Linked DNA regions of Mus musculus: all the other regions are linked to region 3. The links are chromatin contacts, called in public HiCAR-type and promoter capture Hi-C maps. All regions are on one chromosome and are shown on one strand. The core of a region is the stretch at or near the end of the contact, and the rest is flanking DNA. Distances in the headings are between cores, read along the strand shown. Region 1 has its middle 100 kb from the start of Gm40658. Region 2 has its middle 75 kb from the start of Gm40658. Region 3 holds the start of Klf6 (Kruppel-like factor 6).

What was found. Promoter capture Hi-C pulls out the DNA fragments that hold promoters and counts their contacts. HiCAR-type assays count read pairs that join an accessible place to other places.
Region 1: a HiCAR-type map of embryonic stem cells shows a contact between it and region 3, with 5 times the contacts expected there. The contact joins the enhancer-like site here to the promoter of Klf6 in region 3. A contact is called at or near these places in 4 of 39 promoter capture datasets (embryonic stem cells, hippocampal neurons and stem cell-derived epiblast-like cells), 7 of 115 datasets of contacts at active chromatin or transcription factors (embryonic fibroblasts, embryonic stem cells, epiblast stem cells and 1 more) and 1 of 9 other capture datasets (embryonic stem cells).
Region 2: a promoter capture Hi-C map of embryonic stem cells shows a contact between it and region 3, with 5 times the contacts expected there. The contact joins the enhancer-like site here to the promoter of Klf6 in region 3. A contact is called at or near these places in 11 of 39 promoter capture datasets (the 3T3-L1 cell line, cranial neural crest, embryonic stem cells and 6 more), 3 of 484 Hi-C or Micro-C datasets (the 3T3-L1 cell line, bone marrow-derived macrophages and embryonic stem cells) and 8 of 115 datasets of contacts at active chromatin or transcription factors (SST interneurons, acute myeloid leukemia, bone marrow-derived dendritic cells and 5 more).

What each region holds. Positions count from the first base shown.
Region 1 is chr13:4,824,702-4,827,401 of GRCm38.p6, reverse strand. No RefSeq gene overlaps it. Among named protein-coding and RNA genes, the nearest start is that of Gm40658, 100 kb to the right of the region's middle. Within about 2 kb of position 1,446, at least 12 of the 459 cell types and tissues checked have an H3K27ac peak or open chromatin away from gene starts, as enhancers often do. A contact at or near this core is called in embryonic stem cells, epiblast stem cells and stem cell-derived epiblast-like cells, where this site is marked.
Region 2 is chr13:4,799,572-4,802,271 of GRCm38.p6, reverse strand. No RefSeq gene overlaps it. Among named protein-coding and RNA genes, the nearest start is that of Gm40658, 75 kb to the right of the region's middle. Within about 2 kb of position 1,416, at least 7 of the 459 cell types and tissues checked have an H3K27ac peak or open chromatin away from gene starts, as enhancers often do. A contact at or near this core is called in differentiating embryonic stem cells and embryonic stem cells, where this site is marked.
Region 3 is chr13:5,860,158-5,862,857 of GRCm38.p6, reverse strand. Klf6 (Kruppel-like factor 6) reads right to left here and starts at 1,369. Exons shown (of 4, transcript NM_011803.2): 1 at 1,016-1,369. The coding sequence starts at 1,219.

The sequences.
Region 1 (2,700 bases), core at 197-2,696, 1.0 Mb after region 3:
GGAGTGGAATCCAAAGTCAGGCATCATGTGCCTTCAATTTTAGAGCATCACAGACTCCCTTTGCTTTCACTACTTTAAAAAATAAAAACAGTCTGCCAACCCCAGGAGCTTACTGTAGTTGTCAATGCCATTCCTTTGCTGAGAAATCAGCCCAGTTACTACAAACTAAGGGTGTTTGAAATGTTTTCTGGTTGATGGAGGTGAATTTAAGTTTAAAGATCTGGTGTCTTGATGGATGTTTCAACAGTCTCTATGAATAACCCAGTCATAGCCAGTTCTCAATACAGCCAACCTCCACCCTGTATCACATAAGAGAAAAATAATAAGTGAATACCACCTCTCCGTTTAGGTCATTCTCCAGTGATGAATCAAGCAGTAACAGTCATTTACACATCCAAAATTTCCAAACACGATATGGAGTCATATCTACCCTGCTTTGCATGGAATTTAACAGCAGCTGTTAACAATTTGTCATTCTATTTCTAATTTCTTTGTGATCATGACTATTGTGTCACCCTGCCCTCACTCAGTATCTCTTCCAACTGCTCCCAAAATCGCACACTCAGAACTGAGTCACTGGCTGGAGAGGTAGCACCATAGTTTACTTGAACAAGCATGGGAGTCTGAATTTGAGGTGCTAAAGGCACATCATAAGCAAATAAACAGGATGATAACTCATGTTTGTTATCCCTGTGCCCACTGACAAGGGGCCATGAGTTTAGATTGAATCATAAGGTTAATACTTATTACAATTTGTTATTTCAAACTAAAATCATATTTCAGGAGCTTTTAGTAAACATTTTTAAAGATTTATTTATTTATTTTATGTATATAAGTACACAGTAGCTGTGGAGATGGTCATGAGCCACCACGTGGTTGCTGGAATTTGAACTCAGGACCTTTAGAAGAGCAGTCAGTGCTCTTAACTGCTGAGCCATCTCACCAACCCGACATTAATTATTTTTTAATATGTATGTTTGTGGTATATGCAAACATCTGCTACACACACTCCAGAGAAGTTTGCTTGGCAGGCCAAGAGGCCTGGGAGCACTCACAAGGCAAAGAGTTTCATGGAAACTCACCTCCTGGAGCTTTGGCGTTCTCATAACCCGTATACTCATACCCTATCCCCGCGTTAGTCTGGTGTAAGGATCCACATGCTCTCTTTTAGTATTATTTTATTATAAGTGCCTTTTAAGATTGAATTCTGACATAGCTAAGCCTTTGCCAGTGTTCTAATGTCCTAGAAAATCCTTGAAGCCAACAAACTGGGAATTCAGTGGGAATTCAGTGAGAAGGTTACCTATTCAGTAACATTCAAATTTACTTCTAGTAGAGACAGTGAAACTAATTAGGCATTACAAAGAACAGGGCCAGAATAGCTCAAGGCTGGTCTGCAGAGGGTTTACTTGAGACAATAGCCAGTCTTACCCAGAAAAAGGAATTCACAATGGCCTAGTGAACAGGTGGGTTCATCATGAAAGAGTTAGGGGAACCCCCTGAGACAGGTTTCTTCACTTGACCCAAAGAAACAGCATAAATCAGGCATTTACTAAGAACCCCTGGTGGTGGGCTTAACAATAGACTAGCTTTACACCTGGCTCCCTTCTTAGTGGCCAGAGCTTGGTCCCCGCCTTCTTTTGATGTATACATTCCTTTTGTATTGTGTCACTGTAACTTGGTGGATGTATCTTGCCTGGTTTCTTGTTATACTTCTGTATAAAAAGTTCGATGCTCGTCTTGACAAATTACATTCAGATTCTACACAACCTCAAGTGTTGAATTTGTCTGTCATTTTTGCCGACTCCTTGCCCATCTGCAACCAGAGACCCTGTTCTACACAGACAAGGTACCGAAGAGGGTCTGCAGGACATATCTTTCTCTCCCTCTTAATTTTTTAGTCAGGATCTCTCATTAATCCCAAAGATCATCATTTTGCCTCAGCTGGTTAACCCACAAGTTCTAACTGTCTCTAACCACCCTGACTTTCCCAGCTTTCATGCAAAGTTTTAGTTACACACACACACACACACACACACACACACACACACGCCTGACTTTTATATGGGGCTAGGATTTGAACTCAGATATTCTTGATTTCATGTTAAGCACTTTTGCCCATTAAGGTATATCTACAGTGCTAGAAAAACTGACTTTGTAATTAATTAAAATAGAACACTGATTCTTAGAGGAAGCTGGAAGAAGAAAATATTTGCAGGTTCAGACAACTTTTTGGGTTCCTAACATTAGCATCTTGAGTTGAGATTTTTAAATCACAGCCTTTTCTGTCTAAAATAAAATTAAACAGCTCTTCATAATGATTTTCAAGTTTATTTCTGTGACTTAGTTTCATTTATACTTGTGATCAATTGTCATTAGTTGTCATTTAATTATGGATGTGAAACAACAAATTTATTCATTGTTGTTATTTCTAAAGGGAAGTTTTAAAATATGTTACCCTAAAGTATCTATATATATGACATTTTATTGTTTCTACCATGTGTTTTCCTCTAAAGAAAATGAAATTTAAATTTTGGAAATTGTGTTCTTTGGTGGGCTTCCATCAAACAATTCTAAAATCGCTATTTGGACACTGGTGGGTTGATAGGAAATAGGAGGACATTAAATGTAATAAGATTAACAATAGCACACTCTGTATAAGCCTATAAACACTTCACAATTATCTGCTTGACAAAACCG
Region 2 (2,700 bases), core at 167-2,666, 1.1 Mb after region 3:
GCTAGTATAGCAAAGCGGAGAGTGGCCACATGCTTTAGCCAGGATCAGGCACAGCAGGAGGGCCCCTGCTGGAAAAACTGTTTTTTTTAAAAAAGGGAGTCTGCAGCCTCTTGATTTTGAGACTAAATAGCTGATACATGGTTTTATCCTAAGAAAATTCTCTGCAATCGTGATTATTGCGTTTAGCTAATGACAAAGTGCTTTTTATTTTATAATTATAGCTAGAAAAATTAATATTCTCTGATTGGTCTAAGTGTAGCTGCTTCATACATACGGTTTTTTTGCTGGTAATATGCTCTGCATGTCTTCACAATCAGCTCATAAGTTATTGGTTAAGATTAAATAATCGTTACATTGGTAACAGAAGGTTAGCCTTAAATTGGCTACTAAGGAGTTTTTCAAACACATGGCATAAGCAGGCAAAAAAAAAAAACTGGACCTCCTAAGATACTTCTAGCTGAGATAATATTTAATGTGATTCTTATCCTAGAAAGTAAATTTAAAGATAAGATTTAAAACAATGTCTCTTTAATGAATCATTAAAGCGTGCACTGTCATGTATTCATAGGTATAAATTGGCAGCCAAACTTCGTAATATGATACTAATGCTTCTAATATTGATTCTAAAGATAATAACGGTTTTGAAATTGGGTTTTGCTTTCCCAAGGTAGTAGTTATGGTCTAATATTGCAAAGGAAACTTAGTAATTCTAAAACCTGTCCTCATGGCAGGAAGAACTAAGCTCAGAGCAGCCTCAGCGAGGTTTGTGTGACTTTCTTTTATCTTGCAAACTGTGCCTAAAGAAGTTCTCCTTGCCTCTCTTTGCCTCCAGGGGAATTTTCTTTTAGCTAAAAGAGCATCTTTGCAGATCTAGCCAGATGCTGTTTTAATAAAGTTCAAATTTAAAGTTTATATAGGGTCAATCAGACTGTAGAATTTATAAAGGCATTGCAATCTGGCTTGCCTACTTTTTATATAGTTATTATAGAACTAAAAGTTTGTTTTTTCCTTTGCACCTTAATAATTGTAAAGGGTTTGCTTCTAGTGAGTTTGTAATTACTGGAAAATTTTGCCTCTAGGTAGGTCTACATTATGTAAGAAATTTTTATCATTTCTGCTTCTACACAAGAAGCCAAGAGTTTGAATCTTTCAGTGTATATTGCTTTCTAAGTGAAAAGTATTTTATTAGCTAATGCCTCTCAAGAGAAGTTTACTTAAAACCTTAGCTGTCATTAAGCTGACCCTAAACAGAGCTGGTTTATCCATACTGTAAACATTTATCTGGTTCCTGTTAATCCTTTTGAAGTCATTCCTTTGTTTCCTGTCACGTAACTTCTAGGTACTTTGCCTGCTGTGACTCCCTACTCCCTTAATTTTCTGAATTCTTTGGCTCCTGGCCAGCAGGCTGCGGGGCGGGGCCTTTGGGCGTGCAGCTTTCCCTGAACGTGGTGACGCGATAGACTGCCAAAAAGCGGGCAGCTTTGTAGCAAACTCAAGGGAGGGACTTGCTCGCCATTGCCCCATGAGCCTCCGCCTGTCCCCGCCGGGGTAGCCATATTTTTTCTCACTAAGACTTGGGGTGCTCCGGCACCCTCGCTTGGGTTTCCTAGCCTCAGAGAAAGGCCGAGGTGGCAGCAGCGGTGGTTGCTGAAGGCGGCGCCTGTAAAGGCACGCACCACCTCCACTTGGGAGAAGTGGGGCTCAGCAATGGGTTGAAATCCAGAGTACTTTTCAGAGTGGCTCCGCATGCCATGGTGGCAAGCAGCCGAGGTTTGGCTCAGGTGGGCTGGGAAGGAGGAGGGCAAATGGCCCCCCACCCAGGTGTCCAATGGGTGTGGGGCCCAGGACAGCAGAGCCGAGACAAGGCAGGTGGGTGGGGCTGAGGTGGCACTCACCTCAAAGCACAGTTTCAGCATCCTATTAAAACTACTGTGGTGCTAATAAAGAATTGTAAGATGTATTTGTGTATCTTGGAAAACCTATAACAAAAATTGTGTCTTAGGAACCTGACAAAGTGTTTGTTCCTTGTTCCAAACAGCAATTAATTTGGTTATTACAGAATATTAATAATTGATCTATTGCATACAATGATTTTAAATAAAATTGACAATCAATATCCCTAAGATAAGTAAAAAAATTGTTTTTATGCATGCTTCTGTATCTTCTACAAATTCATGCATTCATGCCTCTCAATTATTGTGTTTAAAAACAACCCCTCTATGGGAAATAAGTGGATGTGAATTAGATCACATGTTTAAATTCTTTTGAGCGCCCCCCTGCTTCAGCACAGATAATTAAGTTGTGTGCTGTGGATGGTGTTTTAAAATGCTGAACAATCAAACCTTAATTTGTATATTAATAGTCCATATTATATCTCAGAGCTCACAATTGCTTAAGATTGTTTGTCCTTCGGATGTTATTAATTCTCAAATATGCAATTGCTTATGCATATACAACTCATAAGAAAAAATGCTGTCCTTTTAAGAAGGCTGTTTTTGAACATTTAATAAATTGTTCTGGATTGCCTGGACATCTTAAATTAAAGCAATGCCATGCTGGATTTATATCTCAGGCAGTCTATAGGTCCTACATATGAGATAGATTGGATATATAATCTTGTTCTTTATATATTCAAAACAGTTATGGTTTAAGATAATATTTTAATATTCTTAGAAATTTTGCATATCAACATATAAAAAA
Region 3 (2,700 bases), core at 120-2,619:
CTTCGCTTTTCCTGGGTTTTAAAGCCTGGGAGGTTGTGAAACCGACGGAATTTATTTGATCTGCTAATTCACTTGGAGGAAAAAAAATACCCAGAAGGGTAGAGAGACGGCCACAGAATCATCGTTTTTAAAGACAATGGTGAAAGTGTTTGAGAATATTTTTGCCACTCACAGAATCCTATGACTTAGAAGGGGTAGGGGGTGTTTCTTTTATTCCGGTTGCCCCAAATTCTAGTTCCACTAAAATGCCGGAATTAGAGATTTTTCTTGCCCAAAGTAAGACCCGAAGCAACTAGGAATGGACTCATTGTCATATGACTGACAAGTCACTTGTGTGCAAACAGCACCCCCACACACACACACCCGCCGCGCAGTCAACAAGAAAAGCAGGTAAGAAAAACAAGGCAGGCATACGTGAATGATAAGAAATTATCCAGACGGAAAAGAAACTGCAAATGGCCTTGAATTCAAAAAGAACTACTGCGTTCCGCAAGCAAAATGTTAAGACTTTTAAATTTGGGACATACAAATATCAAAACAAAACCAAAATCCTTAAATCAAATCTTTTGGTAGTCAAGGCAAGCTCGTTCGTATGACAGGGTCCAGCTGTGGAGTTTGGAGCTGGTACAAACCCCAAACTTGTGCCAAGGGCTCAGGTCTGGATCGGTCAGAATAATTTGGGGTCCCCCCCCCCAGGTGTATGCTGCTCGTAAGCTCGGAATTAGCAAAACACGAAAAAAAAATGAAGAAATAAAAACGTAGTGGGAAGGAGAGCTCGCCTTCACACAAATGACAACTCTACTCCTCGCTCCCGAAGGCTCGCTCTACAGTGCCTTCATCATTCCAGGCAGCAGAAGGACATCTTAAGATCATTACTTTATATTTTTAATTAGGCAAATGCTAATCATCATTAAAAAGATGCACTTCCAAGCACACACCATCTTGCCTGCTCCTCCGCGCGACTCCCTCCTCGGCGTACCGGGCAGGTGAAAAAAAAAAAAAAATCCGTATTTACCTGTTGCCAATATTCCTCCAGGGACGGCAGAGCCGAGAAGTAGCCCGTTTCGTGCACAATCTGTAGTTCCTGGAAGATGCTACACATTGGGAGCACATCCATGTCGGGTTGGAAAAGACAGTCCTCGCTGTCGGGAAAACAGGGAGGTGAACGATCAGGAGTCCGAGCAGAAACTGTTCCCGGGAGCGCAGGTGAAAGTTTCATGCAAACTGGATGGCGCTGCAATCGGACGCCGGGTCCGGACCCTCCCGCAGCCCGCAGCGCGCCGAGCCCACGCAATATTTGCAAACAGCGGACTGACTGCAAGCGTAACCCCTGCAAAACTTCCCTATTCAAAGCTCCGCTGCCAGCCTCCCCCCTCCTCCCCCGCTTGGCTCCCCCCTTCTCCCCCCACGTGACCAGCTTGGAGCTCCGCCCCCCACGGTACCCAATCCTGCCGCTCCTGTACCCGGGGCTGCGCGACGATGATGTCAGCTCGCACCAATCGCCGGTGCGGACACACAGCGGCCCCGCCTGGCGTGACCGAGCCTCTTCATTAAAGGCCTCCTTATTGGTGCAATTCGAACTCGGCCTGCGCTGATTGGAAAGACGTCTCACAGGCTATTTTTAGCAGGGTATATAAGGCGAGGGCTACGGCGCACCGAAGGAGTCGGCGCTGGGAGGTGTACAGCCCAACGTTGCAGAAGTGCGGCCGGAGCGGCCGGAGCTGGGGGAGCCTAGCCGGGCAACCGGGCACCTGTCCCCGCCGCCCGGCTGCCCGGTTGCACCTTCTGATCCGGTCACACGGACCGGCACCCCCCAAAAAGACCAAAGATAGCAGACATATTCCCGATCCCCCTCATTTCCTCCCGCTGGGTTCCCGTGTTCCCGGATCCTTCCCTGACCCTCCATTCTCCTTGGTCCCTTGATTTCTCTCTTTGTTCGGAGTCCCCTCCATACTCAGAGATGCAGAGGTGCCCCGGGGTGGGCGCAAACGTGCCCGCAGGTTTCCCTGTGGCGATGGGACAATAAGACCGAACAGCAGGGGGACTTGGTACTCCAGAGTCACTGTGTGGTAGTTTCTGTCTAGGACGGAGGATGACAGGAGCCTGAGACCAAAATACCCCCACTTCTTACGCAGGCAGAGAGGGGGAAACGGTAGAGCATCTCAAAAGCCCCCTACCTGACCAGTGTGTCAAAAACACTCAGTTCTCAGGAATGAATTTTACCCACTCAAAAGTTGAAAATGCAGCTTTTAAGATCGCATCCGTGACCTGGCGCCATGGCCACACTGTACTTGGAGACCTGGACATTCACAGCTTAAAACTCCCCTTTTTCTTGTTGCACAGTTTTAATTCAAAGAAGATGCAGATTTTGCTGCTAATGGGGTTTAAATCTGTTTATCTCGTAGAAGGCAGTCTCGGAGATGTCTCACCAAGGTTAACAGGCTTTCCCATGGATGTGTAAACAATTCAAATTAGGTTGAAGATGACAATTTTTTTCATACAAATTATCTACCAAAGCACACCATGATATCTAAAAAAAAAAAAAAAAAAAACGAGCGACTAAAATTTTTGAATAAAAATCCAATTATAACAACTTCGAATATAATTTTTAATGAATAGTATCCTTTTAAAAGTTGTCAAGTACGTAAAATAAGCTGAGGGGAGTTTTTCTGTTTAATTTACGAAGTCTAGAAGAGAAGC